Linked DNA regions of Nothobranchius furzeri: region 2 is linked to region 1. The links are chromatin contacts, called in public Micro-C maps. All regions are on one chromosome and are shown on one strand. The core of a region is the stretch at or near the end of the contact, and the rest is flanking DNA. Distances in the headings are between cores, read along the strand shown.

Region 1 (3,161 bases), core at 30-2,529:
GTGAGCACAGCTCCCTGGTCCAGGACAAAGTGAGTCGTTAACCTGTGCAATTTGGGATTTTATCTAAATGCGACACCATATTTACTATAGTTTACAACAGTTTGCACCATCAACATAGGTTTGCACCAATCAAACCCAGTTTTTCACTAGTGAAATAAAAATCTGCAGAAGCATTTATTTATTTAAAAAAAACTTACAAAGTCAAATAAATATTTATTTCTATCATCAGACTTGGACCTTAAAGACTCTTAAAGACACTAGACATCACTTGGACTTGCCCCTCGAAAACTGGAGACTTGATTTTGTCAGACTGGGATGAACTGGTCTGAAAAAACAGGGAGTTCAGATGTGGCATGCAGTATGACCCAGGTACGGAAGTATTGGCGTTAAATGAGACTGCAGTTAATATAGGAATCGCTGAGCAGGGATTTCCAGAAGTAAGAGAAAACAGACTTACGGGTAGTAGCATAGACTGTACATATGGGTAGTAGGCAGTTTTCTAGGTGGAGTTGGCTTGGAAAGCAATTGGAAACGTGTGGCTCGATCGAAAGAATCAATGACTGAGTGACCGCCCTATGTGTTGGACTTCCGTAAACAGATGAGGCTGGTGACATGGAGTGGACAATCCGGTGAGCGGGATGCTGGGTAATGTAGTCCTAGTTGATAGAATTGCGTCCAGGTTGGTGGCTGGGGTTCGCGACAGATTTAGCTTTGAACTTAAGAGGTTTAGGACTTGACTAAAACCTGGCCCTCAAAGATGCAAGACTTCACTTGAGAGTGACTTGGACTTCTGCCTAAAAGATTTGGGACTTGACTTGGGCTTCATAAAATACTCAAGACTTGGAAAATTGACTTGTGAACATCTGTTTCCATCTAGTTGCAAGTAGTGTCAGCCCAGTGAGCCTTTATGAAATCCAAAGCTGTGTGTTCTAGAGGAGCATCCTCGTGTCACCACTTTTTATTACATGAACATACAAGCCAGTCATTTTTAACCAAAGGACAAATATAATGTAACTGTTTTTAAATCTGCACGCAAAAACCGATCTGTTTTTGTATATGTCTCTTTCCAGTTTGTGTGTACCGTTATAGCCATCCTCCTTCATTACTTCTACATGTGCACCTTTGCCTGGATGTTCGTTGAGGGGCTGCACATCTACCGCATGTTGACGGAGCAGCGCAACATCAACCACGGCCACATGAGGTTCTACTACGCCATAGGCTGGGGCATACCAGCTATCATCACTGGTGAGAAACACACAGCAGCAAGCACAAACACAACCTCCGACAAACAAATCTGTGGAAGAGAGCGGAGCTGCCGGCAAACTTCAAGCTGTGACTAGTCTGTCATGTGTAGATCCTCGTGGGAACGTTATTGAACAAGACACCGGAAGAATGAGACATACTGAGACATGATCTTCGAATCGTCAAAAACAAGATGAAACTGTAGTTTATGTAATGTAGAAGAAGAATGACTAAATGTGTTTCTATTGCACATTCGTAGCTGATACTTGTCAGTAAGACTCATTTTAGTTTGTTTTACTCAGCTTCAATAGATTGAGAGCCCTTGAGACAGATTCCCTGTGTTGTAACTGCCTTCTGTCATTTTGTACATAACGTCTGTGTAACAGAAACATTTTCTAACTGTAACTTTTGCTGCCGCTTGGCTGGAACTCCCTTGAAAATGAGGTTTTTAATCTCAATGGGATCTTCCTGGTTAAATAAAGAATACATTCAATAAAAAACATTAGAGGTAAACTGAAATAGAAATTAATTTCAAATAATAGGCTGGAACTCTAGAAAATTGTATGAAAGGTGAGACGTGAAAACTAAAACTATTCATGTGTGTTAGAACAAGTGAGGAGGAATAAAAGGTACAAATGCAGAAAAACTTAGACTTTTTTATCTTGTTGTTTTGATGTGTTTGTGTAGGTTTGGCAGTAGGCCTCGACCCTCAGGGTTATGGGAACCCGGATTTCTGCTGGCTTTCAATCCATGACACTCTCATCTGGAGCTTTGCAGGACCCATCTTTGTAGTTGTCCTGGTATGTGCCTGAATTACAGCTTTCTTCTTTTTCAGTAAAAGCCACCATAAGGTGGGCTATAATATTTTTGCTTGTATGACCTTTTCCTGCAAATTTTAAAGCCCAGGCCCCACTGTACGTTTTTCAGCCATCGTAGACATATCTCTCATCGTGAACAGAATCGTGACAAGAAATGGTGAATGTGAGGGTGATTTGCAGCTTTGTCCAGTGTGACCAGCCCAGCGACAGTTTATTGAACATCCCCACAACTAAATACAGTCTTCAAGCTGTGTCAGAAAACCTGGTTTAAGTACAACCAATGAATCTACACCGAGGAAGTGACGTGATAAACCAGTGATAGGATTACAATGTCAAAGTTGCAGTAGCATCATTAGCAACAATGGAGGCTACGCATAAGAACATGTGGACCACTCCTTTTTTGGAGACCAGTTAGGAGTTTAACAAAAGAAGCGTTACCGTTGTTGTGTTGGGTATTTGTCAGCTCTGTGTGATCTATGCTTTTTTGCGAGTATGCTTGTGATGATGGTGTGTCCTACTGGAGCGGGACGTCGTGTAGTTTGGCTAATGGAGATACAGGTTGATGGTTTACCTGAAAAGATGTACTGCTTGTCCCACCTTCGTCAATGCCTTTGCACTAACGTGCTCCTCTAATCGCCCCTCTGGACATAAGCGGGCCATCAGCTGGGGACCACCAGTCATTGATGTTTTGCTCCTTTAACCCCAGTACATCTCATGGTGGTTGAGCGATGGCTGGGATTTCTCCCAACCACCCCCTACTCATGCCCTAGGGTTATATGACCCCCAACTCCTTTCCTTTCTCCTCAACTACAGCCAAATATTGCTCTTCTCAGCCTCCTGTCAGCTCTTTGAGAGCTTTCCGACACCTTGTTCCCGTGCATCCCGGGTCATGGAGCATGCATATCATTGCGGACCCTTTGAAGACCCAGAATTGCACTTCAACAGGACAAATAAAGACTTTCTAGCCAGCCTCCTTGCAACTCTCTACTAAGTTTGCATGCTTGAATCCGTTCATTAGCAGCCTCCGTAAACTGTGAGCTCTACCAATAGAATGGTCTTGCATGGTTCTGACCACATGATTCGGTCTGGCCGGAGTGGGAA
Region 2 (3,433 bases), core at 37-2,536, 99 kb before region 1:
CTTCCCTCTGGTCTGGGATGAGCTTCTATGTGAACTGGATGAGTTCATGTATCCTGATGTATGGTTTTTGTGATAAAACTCAGCAAGAGATGCGATCAGTTCTTCTGCAGTAATGATGGTGTTGCTTTGGTCTGTATTGGTGAAGAAGGATCATCTGCAGCAGGGATAACCAATCTTGGTTCTGGAGATCGCTGTCCAGCAAGTTTTAGTTATTTCCCTGCTCCAACACACCTGATTGAATAACTTGTTCAGTAGGTCATCGAGTTCTGCAAAACATGTTCATCGAGCAAGGAAACCTGGCCCTTGAGGGCCAGCTTTGGACTCCACTGTGTTAGGTGAAGTCCTACGAGATTCAAAGTATGGTACTGCTTTGTTTAGTCTCAAGTGCGTTTTTTATTTTGACATATATAAAGACATTTAATGTTGTACAAAAACTTGCCTATCTTCAAATTTCCTGTTGGGGAAACTATACAGAGACTTTTTGTCATTAGATAAGAGAAGTTATCAGCAAAGTTATAAGAAATGAGGTGGGACACAATTATTATTAATACTGTACATTAATTCTGTGATGTTTATTAATTGGCTATAAATTATTTTTAAAGGGAAAAATTCTGGGACATCAATCTAGTTCTTTTCTATTTTGTGATCACCTTTTTAAAAATGTTAAAAATACTTTAAAAATACAACAACAGCCATCCATGGGTGCGGTGGAGGACTGCCAATTGATCACTAAAACCATGATTACGCATTTTCTTTTATTGAAGCATAAAGCAGAAGAAAACTGAACATCAGAAACATTGAAAAAACAAACAAAACCTAATCGGAACACCTGGCATCAGTACTAATAATATAGAGGTGAGAGAACATCAAAAACCTTTTTTTTTTACAAGAGAAGAACTTAAAGTGTAAAAGTTGTAGAATAAGTGTTGATTTTTATTCCAAATTCTAACATTATGCGTTTTTTATTTTTATTTGTTTTTACTAAATTGCTATTTGGAACGTTAACTATTTTGTATTTATTAAAAAAAACCTGTTCACAACTTAACAAAAAGAAAGAAAAAGGAGATGCTCATTCCACACAGACTTTGGCGAACATCGATCCCATTTTTGGGAATAACAATGGGCTTGTGCGTATTTGTCACTGGGTCAGTGGCACTTCCAAAATTTACATAAGAAAAAAAACAATAAAACACCCTCCCCCTTCCAATCCCTGCGTGAAAGCGTCCCTAAGGGGGATCACAGCAGGTTTATGGAAATAAGCTGAGGAGGAGTAGCTGTAGGAGGAGGTGGAGGAGGTGGCGGAGCCATTTTGTACTCATTTCAAACTCCGTGTGGGTTCACGCAGCCGGTGCGCACCGTGGATACACTGGGATGATGGATACCTGCCACCTTTCCCGCATGAAAACTTCACCATGAGGGTCAAAAGTAAGACGCGGTGTTGGGAGAGGGACAGCTGATCCTTGAGCTAGGGGATTCCTGTGGAGTTGGCCGGGATCGGGCAGGTAATTCAGCATGGAGCTGTCGATGTGTTGCGTCTGGGTCTGTGCCCTGCTGACGGTGCCGCTTGTGGGATGTTTGGAGATGCACCTTTCGGAGACTTTACAGCCCGGGAATCTTTTAGCCAACCTGTCGCTCGGCTCTGGGTGGACTTATAGCCTCGACAGGACATTATCTCCCAAATTTATCCAGAACATTTTTCACGTTGAGTGGAACAGTGGGCTGATCCGTTTGTCCCATAAAGTTCTGTGCGCGCACACGCCAAGGAACCCGGCGCCTGTTTATTTCAGAACCGGTTCCTCCACGTCCGGAGACGTTATTCTCACGCATTTTAACGTGTTTGTGCACGGGCAAGACTGTTTTATTAAATACAAGAGAAAGAAGACGGCAAGTAAGCCTGACATTCACATAAAACACTTTTTAAAACTGAAGGCAACTTCCTGTTTGCACGCAGGTGAATGGTTAGTGAATGTAACAGAACTTCTGCCAACTTTCACTCGGAATATTATCCCCTTGAACGCGAAATGTGTTGGAGAGGAGGACTTTGTTGCTGTGTTTAGACGTGGGGATATGATCCTTGTCAATGACTTGTGTCTTGAGCACAGAGAAAATTTGCACTGCGCTTTGCCCAGCTCTCCAGGCGGCAGCGTCTCTGTGCAGCTGAGTCTGATGCTTCAGCATGGTTCAGTATCAGAAACAGCCCACAGAAAGTCAAATCAACTGATGCACAGGAGGAAGCGACAAGTAAACACCACTCCGCAGTTCCAGCTCCCCAACTATCAGGTGTCTGTTCCAGAGAATGAGCCTCCAGGTACACAGGTCATCACCCTGAAAGCAGTAGACCTGGATGATGGAGAGGCGGGGAGGCTGGAGTACAGCATGGAGGCTTTATTTGACAAGAGATCGGACAACTTTTTTCAAATTGATGCCAAGACAGGGGGTATAACAACCATCCAGGCACTTGACAGAGAAGTGAAAGACACCCATGTTTTTAAAGTTACTGCATCTGACAACGGGACCCCCAAAAGGGCTGCCACATCTTACCTCACAGTTACGGTGAGTGACAAAAATGACCACATTCCCGCTTTTGAGCAAAACGATTACAGAGTTAAAATCAGGGAGAATGTGGAAGTTGGCTTTGAAGTGATGACAATCCGTGCCACTGATGGTGATGCCCCTTCCAACGCCAACATGATTTATAAAATTGTGAATGAAGACGCCATCAACTCTGTGTTTGAGATTGATCCCCGGACTGGTCTAGTGAGGATCAGGGAGCGGCCCGACAGGGAGACCCAGGTCCAGTACAAACTGATAGTTGAGGCCAATGATCAGGGCAAAGACCCTCATCCTCTGACTGCCACTGCTACTGTTCACATCACTGTGGAGGATGAAAATGACAACTATCCACAGTTCAGCGAGAAGAGGTATGTTGTACAGGTCAAAGAGAACGTGGCAGTCGACACAGAAATCATCCGGGTGGAGGCAACAGATAAAGATGAGGGAAACAACGCCAAAGTTCACTACAGTATCATCAGTGGCAACATCAAAGGACAATTCTACATCAACTCCCCCACTGGTGTGATTAACGTCATCAACCCTTTGGACTATGAGATGATTCGTGAGTATAATCTACGGATTAAAGCACAAGATGGTGGCAGGCCTCCACTGATAAATGGCACAGGGATGGTTGTGGTGCAGGTGATTGACGTAAATGACAATGCACCCATGTTTGTCAGCACACCTTTCCAGGCTACAGTGTTGGAAAATATGCCGATTGGTTATTCTGTTATCCACATTCAAGCAATAGATAGTGACTCAGGAGAAAATGCTCGCCTAGACTACCGGCTCACTGACACCATGCCTGGTTTTCCATTCACCATCAACAACAGCACCGGCTGGATCACTGTGAGTGAAGAACTGGACAGGGAGACTAAAG

What was found. Hi-C and Micro-C count contacts between places; a contact is called where the count stands out from the background.
Region 2: a contact with region 1 is called in a Micro-C map of tail fin, with 6 times the contacts expected there. The contact joins the promoter of celsr1a here to the enhancer-like site in region 1. A contact is called at or near these places in 2 of 2 Hi-C or Micro-C datasets (skeletal muscle and tail fin).

Annotation. Positions count from the first base shown.
Region 1 is chr1:55,431,534-55,434,694 of NfurGRZ-RIMD1, reverse strand. It overlaps celsr1a (cadherin EGF LAG seven-pass G-type receptor 1a), which reads left to right. Exons shown (of 36, transcript XM_070549048.1): 26 at 1,071-1,245; 27 at 1,930-2,042. Among protein-coding and RNA genes, the nearest start is that of gramd4a, 15 kb to the right of the region's middle. Within about 2 kb of position 1,279, at least 1 of the 3 cell types and tissues checked has an H3K27ac peak or open chromatin away from gene starts, as enhancers often do. A contact at or near this core is called in tail fin, where this site is marked.
Region 2 is chr1:55,529,940-55,533,372 of NfurGRZ-RIMD1, reverse strand. It overlaps celsr1a (cadherin EGF LAG seven-pass G-type receptor 1a), which reads left to right and starts at 1,286. Exons shown (of 36, transcript XM_070549048.1): 1 at 1,286-3,433. The coding sequence starts at 1,513.